3 separate regions of the Anser cygnoides genome follow, and all the other regions are linked to region 3. The links are chromatin contacts, called in public Hi-C maps. All regions are on one chromosome and are shown on one strand. The core of a region is the stretch at or near the end of the contact, and the rest is flanking DNA. Distances in the headings are between cores, read along the strand shown. Region 1 holds the start of ANKRD54 (ankyrin repeat domain 54). Region 2 holds the start of TMPRSS6 (transmembrane serine protease 6). Region 3 holds the start of CDC42EP1 (CDC42 effector protein 1).

The links. A called contact is a pair of places that touch in the nucleus more often than the background predicts.
Region 1: a Hi-C map of liver shows a contact between it and region 3, with 6 times the contacts expected there. The contact joins the promoter of ANKRD54 here to the promoter of CDC42EP1 in region 3. A contact is called at or near these places in 2 of 7 Hi-C or Micro-C datasets (both in liver).
Region 2: a Hi-C map of liver shows a contact between it and region 3, with 20 times the contacts expected there. The contact joins the promoter of TMPRSS6 here to the promoter of CDC42EP1 in region 3. A contact is called at or near these places in 2 of 7 Hi-C or Micro-C datasets (both in liver).

What each region holds. Positions count from the first base shown.
Region 1 is chr1:55,858,438-55,861,830 of Taihu_goose_T2T_genome, reverse strand. ANKRD54 (ankyrin repeat domain 54) reads right to left here and starts at 1,485. Exons shown (of 8, transcript XM_066996439.1): 1 at 1,243-1,485; 2 at 1,086-1,133. The coding sequence starts at 1,468. It overlaps EIF3L (eukaryotic translation initiation factor 3 subunit L), which reads left to right and starts at 1,662. Exons shown (of 13, transcript XM_066996413.1): 1 at 1,662-1,772; 2 at 1,928-1,976; 3 at 2,085-2,295; 4 at 2,873-2,952; 5 at 3,235-3,296. The coding sequence starts at 1,740.
Region 2 is chr1:56,228,293-56,231,827 of Taihu_goose_T2T_genome, reverse strand. It overlaps TMPRSS6 (transmembrane serine protease 6), which reads right to left and starts at 1,645. Exons shown (of 18, transcript XM_013180815.3): 1 at 726-1,645. IL2RB (interleukin 2 receptor subunit beta) reads right to left here. Exons shown (of 11, transcript XM_066996664.1): 11 at 3,427-3,535.
Region 3 is chr1:55,989,650-55,992,960 of Taihu_goose_T2T_genome, reverse strand. CDC42EP1 (CDC42 effector protein 1) reads left to right here and starts at 1,953. Exons shown (of 3, transcript XM_013181105.3): 1 at 1,953-2,279.

The DNA of each region.
Region 1 (3,393 bases), core at 236-2,735, 130 kb after region 3:
TGGGCGTGAGCCAGCTCCAGCAAGCATCCAGGCTCAGCAGAACCAGCAACACGCCCTCCTCCCCTGCTACAGCCTCTGTCAGCTCGCACGCACTGCCTTAAAAGACAGCCCAACGGCTGTAATGGCTAATGCTCAAGATCTGTCTAGCCAAATATTCAGGCTCCAAGAACAATCAGCAGCAAATGGAGTATAAAATGATGCCAAGGATGCGAGGCTAGCTCTCACAGCCTTGAGTCATCTGTATCTCAGGCACTTCCCAAGCCAGAAATAGCAACGTGTGGTCAACAGCCCTCCACGGGCTGTCTTCACAGATTTCTGCAGTCGTTTTTTGCATCTGCATGAACTTTGCCCATCAGTGTGGACCCACGGTGACAAGTTTCACAGCGTAACTCCACCCAGTGAGGAAAAACTACCTCTTCGCATCTGTTTTGAACAGGTCACTTCCTGGGTTCACCTGCAGCTCCTAGTTTTTGCCCTAAGAGTGGCGGCTACTGACTGGTAGCCCTAGTTTTTGCCCTACAAGTGGCAGTATGAATAAGATAAGAGATAAGTTAAGAGATGATGTATGGAAGTGAGCTAACGAACAGCCCCGGTAGCCTTATCATCATCTACTTGCAGTTGTTCCCCTTGCTCTTCCACCCAGCTGCTTCTCCAGCAGAGCTGCCTACTTTTCCTCAAGCTGTGGGGTACACGGAACACCTCAGGATTATAAACAGGGGAAACGGCGTATCAAGTACAGGTCCAGAACTAAAGTGAAAGAAACAGGATTTTCATAAAGCCTGACTCTTTCAGTCTTCATTTTGACTCGGTGACTGAAACCAAGCTACGTCCTTCCTGCCCTGACAGAGCTCACAGGTCGCTGTACCCCTCAGTTTGTGATGCCGGGCATATTTTGGAGTTGAAGGGTGCCCGACAACCCCCCGTCTGACATTTCAGGCGCTCCCACACGCCAGCTCAGCTTCCAGCTCCCTTCACAGCAGGGCCTGGCGCGCAGTTCGGCCGAGGGAACAGCACAGAGCAGGCCAGGCGATGACAAGGGGCCGATCGATCAGCGCCACGCTGCCTTATGCAGCCCGGCGCCTCACCTGTATCCAAATCGTTCCCGTTGGCGGCTTCGCGCAGCCTCTTCAGCGCTGTGGAGAGAAGCCGGCCGTTACCGTGCAGGCCCGGGGGGGGAAGGCCGGGAAGCTCCCCCCGGGCCCGCCGCAGACCCCCCTCCGCTCCCCTCCCGGCCCCCCTCACCGTGGCTCTCCTTGCCCGTAGGCCCCAGGCGGCGGTGGAGGCGGGCGGCCCTGCGCAGGCGGCGGGCCGGGATCTTGCCGGCGGGCTCGTCCCGCTGCCACAGGACGTGCAGGCAGCCCAGCGGGCCGCCCCCCGCCGCCGCCGCCGCCGCCGCCGCCGGGCCCAGCCCCGGGCCTGGCCCCGCTGCCGGCCCCGAGCCGCCGCCGCCGCCGCCGCCCTCCTCCATCCCCTCACGGAGCGGGCCGGGCCGCCGGGGGGCGGGACTAGCCCGTCGCCATGGCAACGGCTCGGCTCGGCCAATCGGAGGCGCAGCACGCTCCGGGTGCAGCCGCGGAGGCGGGAGCTGGGAGTGGATGATGGGCAGGCGGTTTATCCAATAAGAGAGAAGAGTTGAAGACAGACGGTTAGTTCAACCAATGAGAGCGCGCGGCCTCTCACCTCAGCCGTAGCCGTACGCCGGGTTGCCCGGCCTTCTTCCTTCCTGCCTCGCCGCCGCCATGGCCTACCCGGGCGAGGACTACGACAACGATGTGAGGGGGGCGCGAGGGGGTGGGGGGCCGGGCTGGACCCGAATCGGGATCGGAATCCGGATCCTGAATCCGGATCGGGATCCGAATTGGGATCGGGATCGGGATCCGGATTCCGATCCGGATCGGGGCTCACGTCGGTGACTTCTCTCCCTTAGGCCGCCTACGACCCGTACGCCTACTCGGCCGACTACGACCTGCACACGGGTGAGTGCGGGCCGCAGCCCGCCGGGAGGGGGGCGAGCAGGCCCTGGGGGGGCTGCCACACGTACCCCCCCTCCCCCCCATAACCGCCTCTCTCTCTGCCCCTCGCAGGGGACCCGAAGCAGGACCTGGCCTACGAGCGGCAGTACGAGCAGCAGACCTACCAGGTGATCCCCGAGGTGATCAAAAACTTCATCCAGTACTTCCACAAGACCGTGTCGGATCTCATCGACCAGAAGGTGTACGAGCTGCAGGCCAGCCGCGTCTCCAGCGACGTCATCGACCAGAAGGTGTACGAGATCCAGGACATCTACGAGAACAGGTACCAGGCCGGCCTTCCCACGGGGGAGAATCGCCCCTCAAAACTGGTTGAAATCACTCCCAGTTTGTTTAAGGAATCACTAATGGTCTTGTTCCAGCTCTGGGTTTTCTTTAAAATACAGCCCGCGGCTTGAATTAAATCGGAAAAACGAGACAAAAACATATTTCTAGGCCATTAGTTTAACATAAGTCTAAGGGAGTTGTGACCCACCTGAAAGAACATATAGGTCCCGTGGGATGTTGGCAGCAAAAAGTGAGCCCAGCAGTGCCGGTTTGCAGAAAGCGACGAGCTATAATCACATCCGTTCTCTACAGGTGCTCCCGTTTGTGCCTGTAGCTGCGTTACTTTACCATAAAGAGAATGTAAAAGTAACACATGCAATTGTTCCATACTTTACGGACAAATTAAAGAATTTAATTTCTCTGTTTGCCCTTATTTGCTTCAACACTGGTCTTAATAAAGGGGGATGTTGCTCTGCTTCCCGTCAAGTCCAAGCCTTCTGTATTGCAAACTCCTAACTCCCGCTCTCTGGTACTGCTAAACGGTTTCTCAAGCCATGTGTGTGTCTGTATTTCAGCTGGACAAAGCTGACAGAAAGGTTTTTCAAGAACACCCCATGGCCAGAGGCGGAGGCCATTGCCCCCCAGGTTGGAAATGGTAAGCATTTCTTCCTCTTTCTTTATCAGAGAGCTAAGGAACTAAATCACTTCTGATTTATTAGTGAGCTGGAGCACGCTGTCGCTGATTTCTGAGTTGCTCATCTTTGCTCACTGCGGCAGCTCTATCAGTAGATGCCTGTCAGGAAGTCAAAACTGAGCAAAGTGTCCTCTTTTGCCTCTCTTTATTGCTGTGCCAGTAAGAGCATCACCAGCATCTCTGAGAGTTCCAGTTGCCTAAGCCTTGTGGTTTGCTAACGTTCAGTTCTCTCACCTTTCACAGATGCAGTTTTCCTCATCCTGTACAAGGAGCTGTATTATAGGCACATCTATGCCAAAGTCAGCGTGAGTATTTGCCCCGTGTCTTCCTTTTGGTCGTACACTGGCTTCTCTGTGCAAGAAAACTTGCCAAATCTTCCTGCCACAGTAGCATTAGTGGTTC
Region 2 (3,535 bases), core at 396-2,895, 240 kb before region 3:
AACCTCACTGCTGTCCCCAAAAGCTTTGTGTGTGTGGCTGGAGAGGAACGGGATATGAGCACATCCACGTGGGAGGGCGCGGAGCTCTTGGGGAATGCCTGCGCCCTGCCTACGTGCCTGCGAGCTGTGCGCTCACCCAGCGGTGCCTGTCTGCGCCGAGATGAACGCACAGCAGGGACGTGCTGCAGAGGTAGGAGGAGGTGGTTGGCCTCACACCCCTTTTAGCCTGTGTAGGTGCCCTGGGACATTCACAGGGCAGGGGTTGTTCAGCCTCCTTACTCTCCCACCTTTTACTGAGCCCCGAACCCTCCAGGCTGGCTTGCGGCACAGCAATGTGCTCACAGAACATAAGCACCAAGTGACTCCCTCCAGAAAATCAAACGTAGCTTGGTGAACATCAGCACTCCTACAAACGGCGGCACGTCTGCTTCCTCTGATGCACCCTTCCAGAGAGGCAGGAGCACCTCTCCACTACCATAGGATCCTTTCAGAAACAGCAGGCGTAAGCAAAGAACCGCAAACCGAGGGGCGGGGGGAGGAGGGCAGGAAACAACAATAGAAGAACCTCTTTTTTTTGAAGATTTAATTGTAGGCACTGGGGTTTCCCCCAGAGCTGCAGACCTACCTTTGAAACCTGCTGCCGCCTGTGAGGCCGGGCCCACACCCCCCACGCAAGCCCGCTTACACATGCATGGGAAGAGAGAGAGAGGAGGATATCTATTTACCCAAGCTCAAGGTCTCCTCAGCGATCAATAATTTGATGCCATGTCCCTTCGGCTTGGCCTTTGTCCCACACCGTTCTGCCGTGGTGGGTCAGCACACCCCGTACAATGGCTTGCTTTTTTTTTTTTTTTTTCTTGAAATGGAGATTTTGAAGGCTTGCAGGGGGAGAAGATCTGCAGGGGGGAGCCTGGAAAAAGTCAGGTTAGGAGCACCTCCTGCTGTGCTGAGAAGAACAACCCAGGAGGCTGGCGCAGGCAGCTTATGTTGTCCTCCCCAGGGGACGAGGAGTTGCTGAGCGACTGTTGTATGTCTTAGCCACCCTCCTTGGTCCCATTGGGTGTCAGCAGGCAGAGCTCCTTGGCACAGGGATGGAGCAGCCCCTGGCTGACAGGCGTAGATGTCCTGAAGGAGGGAAGACGGAGCTAGACAGCGGGTCCAGATCCAGCAGCGGTCATGCAGATGAAAGCGAAGCACGGCATCTGTCAGTCCTGACCTGCAACGCTCCCTCTGGTCTTCCTGGGCTCCTCGCTGCCCACCTTCCTGACACTGGGCTCCCCACAGTCGGTTGTGCCACCTTCCTGCAGCATCTGATGTCTTCTGTCCCCGGGTCCTCCCCCCCTGCCTTGCCGCTCCGTCTTCTGCTTACTGCCCCTCGCTTTTCACAAAAAGCAACTGTGCTCCAGCCAGAACAAAGTAAATAGAGTTATCCTGTCAATAAAGCAGGGGGGGAAGGGCACACGGACTACTTTTGACCTGGGGCTGAGCTCCAGCCACTGGGGTTGGTCTGGGGACGAGCTCATTTGGGCCAGGGCCCATTTTGGCAGCCAGGCAGGGGTAGCTGCTCCCAGGTCTGTCACCAGTTCAGGTTTAATCTGGGACTGTGAGAAGACCAAAAGTTATTGCTGCAGTTACCTTGTGTAGGATTCTAGTAGAAAAATGTTAAATGTAGATGAAAAGCTCCAGTGTTTGACTGGGAATGTGTCGATGTGGTTATCCTGACTAACTCACTGCTGTACGTGTAAGAAACTGAGGCACGCAGTGACAATAAGAAATGCTTTCAGAACTGCCTAAGAGATTGAAGGGACTAGATTTCATTTTCAGAAGTGGCTTTGAGCCAGAATTTCCCTAGATAACCGAGGACTAGCTTCATCTTTAGGCGTATGTGTATACCTGTATGGCTTTCCTGAACTTACACTATGAGGGCTTGCCGCGGTGGGTCAGAACCCAGCTGAGGGTATTTCCCAGAGATCTTACCTTTTTGTATCCATCTTTACTGGAAAAAGGCAAGTTCCTTCTCTGGTGTTTTCAGCAGAACACAATATATATTATTTCAATCTGATCTGTCTAAGCAAGCATACCACATCTATCACCGCAGCTTTTTGAATCAACCAAGGACCCAAAATCTTGATCAGATCTGACTTCAGAGGAATTCCTTTACTGCAAATACGCTTTTTATTTCCCATGGTGAAAAGAAGGAAGGTGGGAAGGGGTGGAGGATGATGTTGCGTATTTGTAAACGAGGCATCTTGGAAAGAGGCAGATGAGATATGTGACAGCTATATTTGCTGTCTACAGCTTAAGATAAGGAGAGGACTCGTGTATGGGGTGGTTAGCTCAAATATCTTCCACACAGCACTCAAGTTTAGCTTCGGTATGACTCTGGTACTGCTGGACACTGTCGTCTCTCTGTGGTTTATCTCAGCACCGTGTTCACATCAGCCGTGGAGGGGAACACTCCCTTTTGTGACATTTCTGAAGAGCCCTGGGGTGCCCAGCAGAGAAAGGGCCCCATATCGCGGAGTGTTATACCTTGGGTATTCATAACCTGGGTTACTCACATACGAGACCACATGACCTTGTCTTCCTGGAAGAAAGGTCCGGTTATCACCACATCTTATGTTGAGCACTTCCTGCCGCTGTGTGTCACACATTCACACCCTGTGGGGCTGCTAATGCAGTGCTAACAGCTTGCCACTTCGAAAGCTGTCAGCATTTTCACAGGGGGGAAAAATACCCAGACAGCAGGATGGTCCTCAGGGGCCTGCGGCAGGATCACTTCCAATTCTGTTTTCTGGGGATCAGGCAGAGCGGAACATGGTAAAGACATTTCTGCGGCACATCTCTGCAAAATTGTCTTCTTCTCATGGCAGTAGCTGAAGGATTCACCTCTTTAGACCATCTTCTCCCCCCCTCCCCCAAGCCTGCTGTGCTTATTGTAGCTAACACATCTTTCCTCCTTTCTTAAACATGGACATGGCTGTGTAAGCGCCCAGCCATCTGTGCGGTGGATCTACCAACCATCTCCCCCTGAAAACTCAGTTTGAGCTTAGTCCTCCTTGCCTGAATTTTGGAGCTGACCCCAAACCTGCTGAAGTCGGTGGGGTATGTGTCACCACAAAGGGCTTCTGATGGTATACTCACTGTTGAGTTGTCCAGACAAACCTTTTTACAAACAGCCCCTTTCTGTGCCCTGGCCTCAATACCACCTGCCTACACAGTGCTCTGGCTGCCCTGGGCTGCTTCCTGGCACTTGACAGCCTTGGAAGTGAGCTACCCCCTCTTTTAGGTGCCTGAGTGCCTTGGGGAAGGGAGTCGGAAGGGGACGAAAGGTCTATTGGTCCCAACAAAGCTTTGCCTAGTCCTCTGTTTAGAAAAGCTGTTGATCCTTTCCCCCCACCCCAAAGGACAATAAAACACCATAGATTCCGTAGTATTTCTTTTATTTTCCAAGAGGAAAAAGGGGTGTTTTTATTTTTATTCGTATTCATCTTAGCAGCAAGAATAATTGAGAAGCTTATGGAGATCTACATAG
Region 3 (3,311 bases), core at 704-3,203:
TGGGAGGATTGAGAAGAGGGGGGTTTCCAGAGGCTTTCCTGGAAATGGAGCAAGCCCTGGCCCAGTATGCAAAGATGCTCTGAGCACGGGCAAGGAGGAGGAGGAGAAGGAGGAGGAGAAAGAGAAGGAGGAGAAAGAGGAGGAGGAGCAGGCGACCCACAACGAGCAGCAGATCGTGGCCCCTGCCCCATCTGGAAGAGATTTGTTCTGCATTCCCCGGCAGAGGCGGCTGCCTTCACTCCCCGCCGCAGCCCCCACTGCAGGGCACCGGGACAGGGATGGGGATAGAGATACCCTGGCAGGCTGCAGATGGAGAAGTGCTGAAGAATGGGTCTGTCCCAGCCTCTCCCACCACCCCGCTGGCTTCCTCTGGGCGGGACACATGAGAAAAAGGTGCCTCCTATAGCCCTGGCAAGCTGGGAGGATGGAGGTCGTGGTTTCTCCTTTTCCCACTGGTGGCGCAGCTCTGTCCACTTCAGCCCTGAGTTCCCATCTCAATCCAAGATGCAGACCTGCTAGAAGTAGGTCTGGACTAAAATGCACAAGGCTTGTGCTTGTCTTCACCATCATATTTGGCTTCCACGGAAGGCAGAAAAGGCAACTACCCCATTTCACAGGGGAGCAGCCTGGGGCTGAGAGGCTGACGATGTGCCAAAACCCTACTGCAAGCCTCCGAGCGAAGAGGAAAGCACCAAGCTGGTCTGCTGGAAAGTGGCACAGAGCCTGCCTCCAGCAAACAGCTTCCCCTCCTTCTCTCAAGTAGCACACACGCCAAAATCCAGCTTGGGGTTACTCCTTGGGAAGGATAATCCTCAAGAAGCAAGCATTCCAGGAGATGTTCAAGCAAAATAAGACCTTCTACCAGCAGTGGTGGTCCTGGGGTGAGCAGCAGCGGTGAGAAGCCATGGCCGACTCCTTTCCAGAAGTGAGCAGAACCTGAGCTGAGCTGGATGACCAAGGACACGGTGCCCGTCCTGCCCAGGGCACCTCGGCAGGGCCACCCGAGCCGAGCAAGAGGCCAGGCTCCATTTTGACATCTCCTCCGCAGACATCTTGTCATCCCTTCATCCAGGCCCTGCTCAACCCCAACAAGTCTCATCTCGCCTCCACCAACGGAGACACCTCCCTTCTCCTCCACAGGGCCACGAACAGTGCTTGTGTCTGGCCGAACACCCCCGGCAGAGCCTCCGAGCCTCATCTCCAGGCCACGGGGTCACCAGTGACACTGGCAATGCTGTGCCCACCAGCAGGTTGCCCCCCGGTGGCACTGATAAGGGACCGTCAAGGAACAAAGCGTGATGCCAGAGGGATGCAGTGTCCCATGGGTGGGCAGAAGCTCATAGCATGAAGGAGCAGAGCACCTCCTTGAACCTACCACAGTGCCTCTGACATAACACTTGTCCTGACCCTGTAATGCTTGTCCTGACCCCATAACGCTTGTTTTGAACCCGTAATGCTTGTCCTGACCCTGTAATGCTTGTCCTGACCTCATATTTCTTGTCCTGAGCCTGTGGTACCTATCTGACCCACACTGCCTTCAGAGAGGCTTCTACCCCACCAACACTCACCCTACACCACCCATGGGTCCTGGCGTGACTGTGCACCCCCAGGCTTGGGGTCCCTCTCCCCATTCGAGTCGGCAGCGCTGTACCGTGGGCGCTGGGGGCTTCCCATCCGACACAGGCTGGGACAACCCCGTGTTATTACCAGGGCTTTCACACACATCACGCAAAGTCCTTTCCTTCTGCCCGGTTTTCCCAACAAGCTTAGCAGAGACCTGGCTTTTCCCCTTCCCCCAAATTCGCTGAAGAAAGAGAGCGGGGCAAGCAGGAGGCAGCCCAGCGCCGGAGGAAGGGAAATGGCACTGGGGAAGTGGGGCGGGGAGCCGGGGGGGGGAAGGCAGAGAAGTTCCTGAAGTTTTCTGTCCTGGATAGTTGGAATAAATCTCATTTTCTCCGGTCTCCGTGCCGGGGCGAGGATTGGCTCGGCGGTGCCGCAGCCCGCCCCCTCCTTCCCGCGTCCCCTCCCCGCCAGCTTCGCTCCCTCGCTCCCGTGGCACCGGGGCGTCAGGCACCCAAAGAGCAGCCTTGGGGAGCCAGCCTTGGGGGGGACAGGCGTGGGAAAAGGGGGGGCACGCATCCCCTTCCCTTTCCCCGCTGGGACGCACCGCCGCTTGCCCTCCCAGCCGGCTGGAGGGGCGCGCAGGGAGCGTCTCCCAACTTTTCGGCCAGAGGACGGGACAAAAAAAAACACAAAAAAGTCGCCCCGGTTCGTAAGAGGTAAAGCCTGAAAGTTTTGATTTCGACGTGCGGAGAGCCGGAGGGTGTTTCGGAGGGGAAGGGAAGGGAGGGGGGAGAGGGCGGTAAGAGGGGGAACAAGGAGGTGGGAGAAGCGGGAGGGGTGGCAAGGCGAGGGAGACGGGGAGGATGTGGAAGAAGAAAGGCAGAAGAAGGCAGGAATGCGACGGGAAACAGGGAGGAAATAAGGGAAAGCGGGAGCGAGGAAAGGGGAGTGAGGAGAGGAACGGGACAAGGAGAGGGCCCCGAGGATGGGGGAAAGGAGCAGGGTGCCCTCCCGCTGCTACCGCCCTCACCCAGCTCTGAACACCCCAGGGAGCCACAATTTTGGGGTGTCGGAGCATGAGAGGGAGCAGGGAGGGGATGGCTTTAAACTGCATGGAGCGCCAGCCTCCTTCCACATCCCAGGGTGCCTGCTTGGAAAAATACCCTCATTACAGGCAGAGATATAAATATATATATATAGCAGCAGGCAGCTCGGGAGCTGGACTCGGGCTTGTCCGCCCACTGCCCGGCACCGCTCCAGGACTGCTGAGGGAGCCCCAGCCCGGCCCATCGCCCCCTTCCCACCCAAAACCCCGCTCCTGACGGCTTCCCCCGTCCCAGAACAAAGTGAGAAGCCGGCGGAGCCTCTGCCTCTCCTCCTCCTCCTGCGGGGAGAGGGAGATTTGGGGCACTCGGAGATTTTTGGAAGGCTTGGAAAGGCTTCCCGGCCGCCCACAGCTATTTCCAACCCTTGTCGAGACCACCCCAAACATCTCCTCTCCCTCTTCGGAGAGTGTCCCCGTGGGGTGTGTGCAAGAAGGAGGGGTTGGGGGGGCTGGGGGGGGGGAGAGAAGAGGCTGCTTTCAGCAGCTCCAGCCAACGAGACATCTGGATTATTTCCCCCCCATCCTCCCTCCCTTGTTGGTTTCCGTTCTTCCCAGCGAGCAGAGCAGCTCCGGCCATTCCTGGCGAGTGGAAAACCAGTGGAAACCAGCTCGGCTTCGGGGGGGACACGGGGGAGGCCGGGGA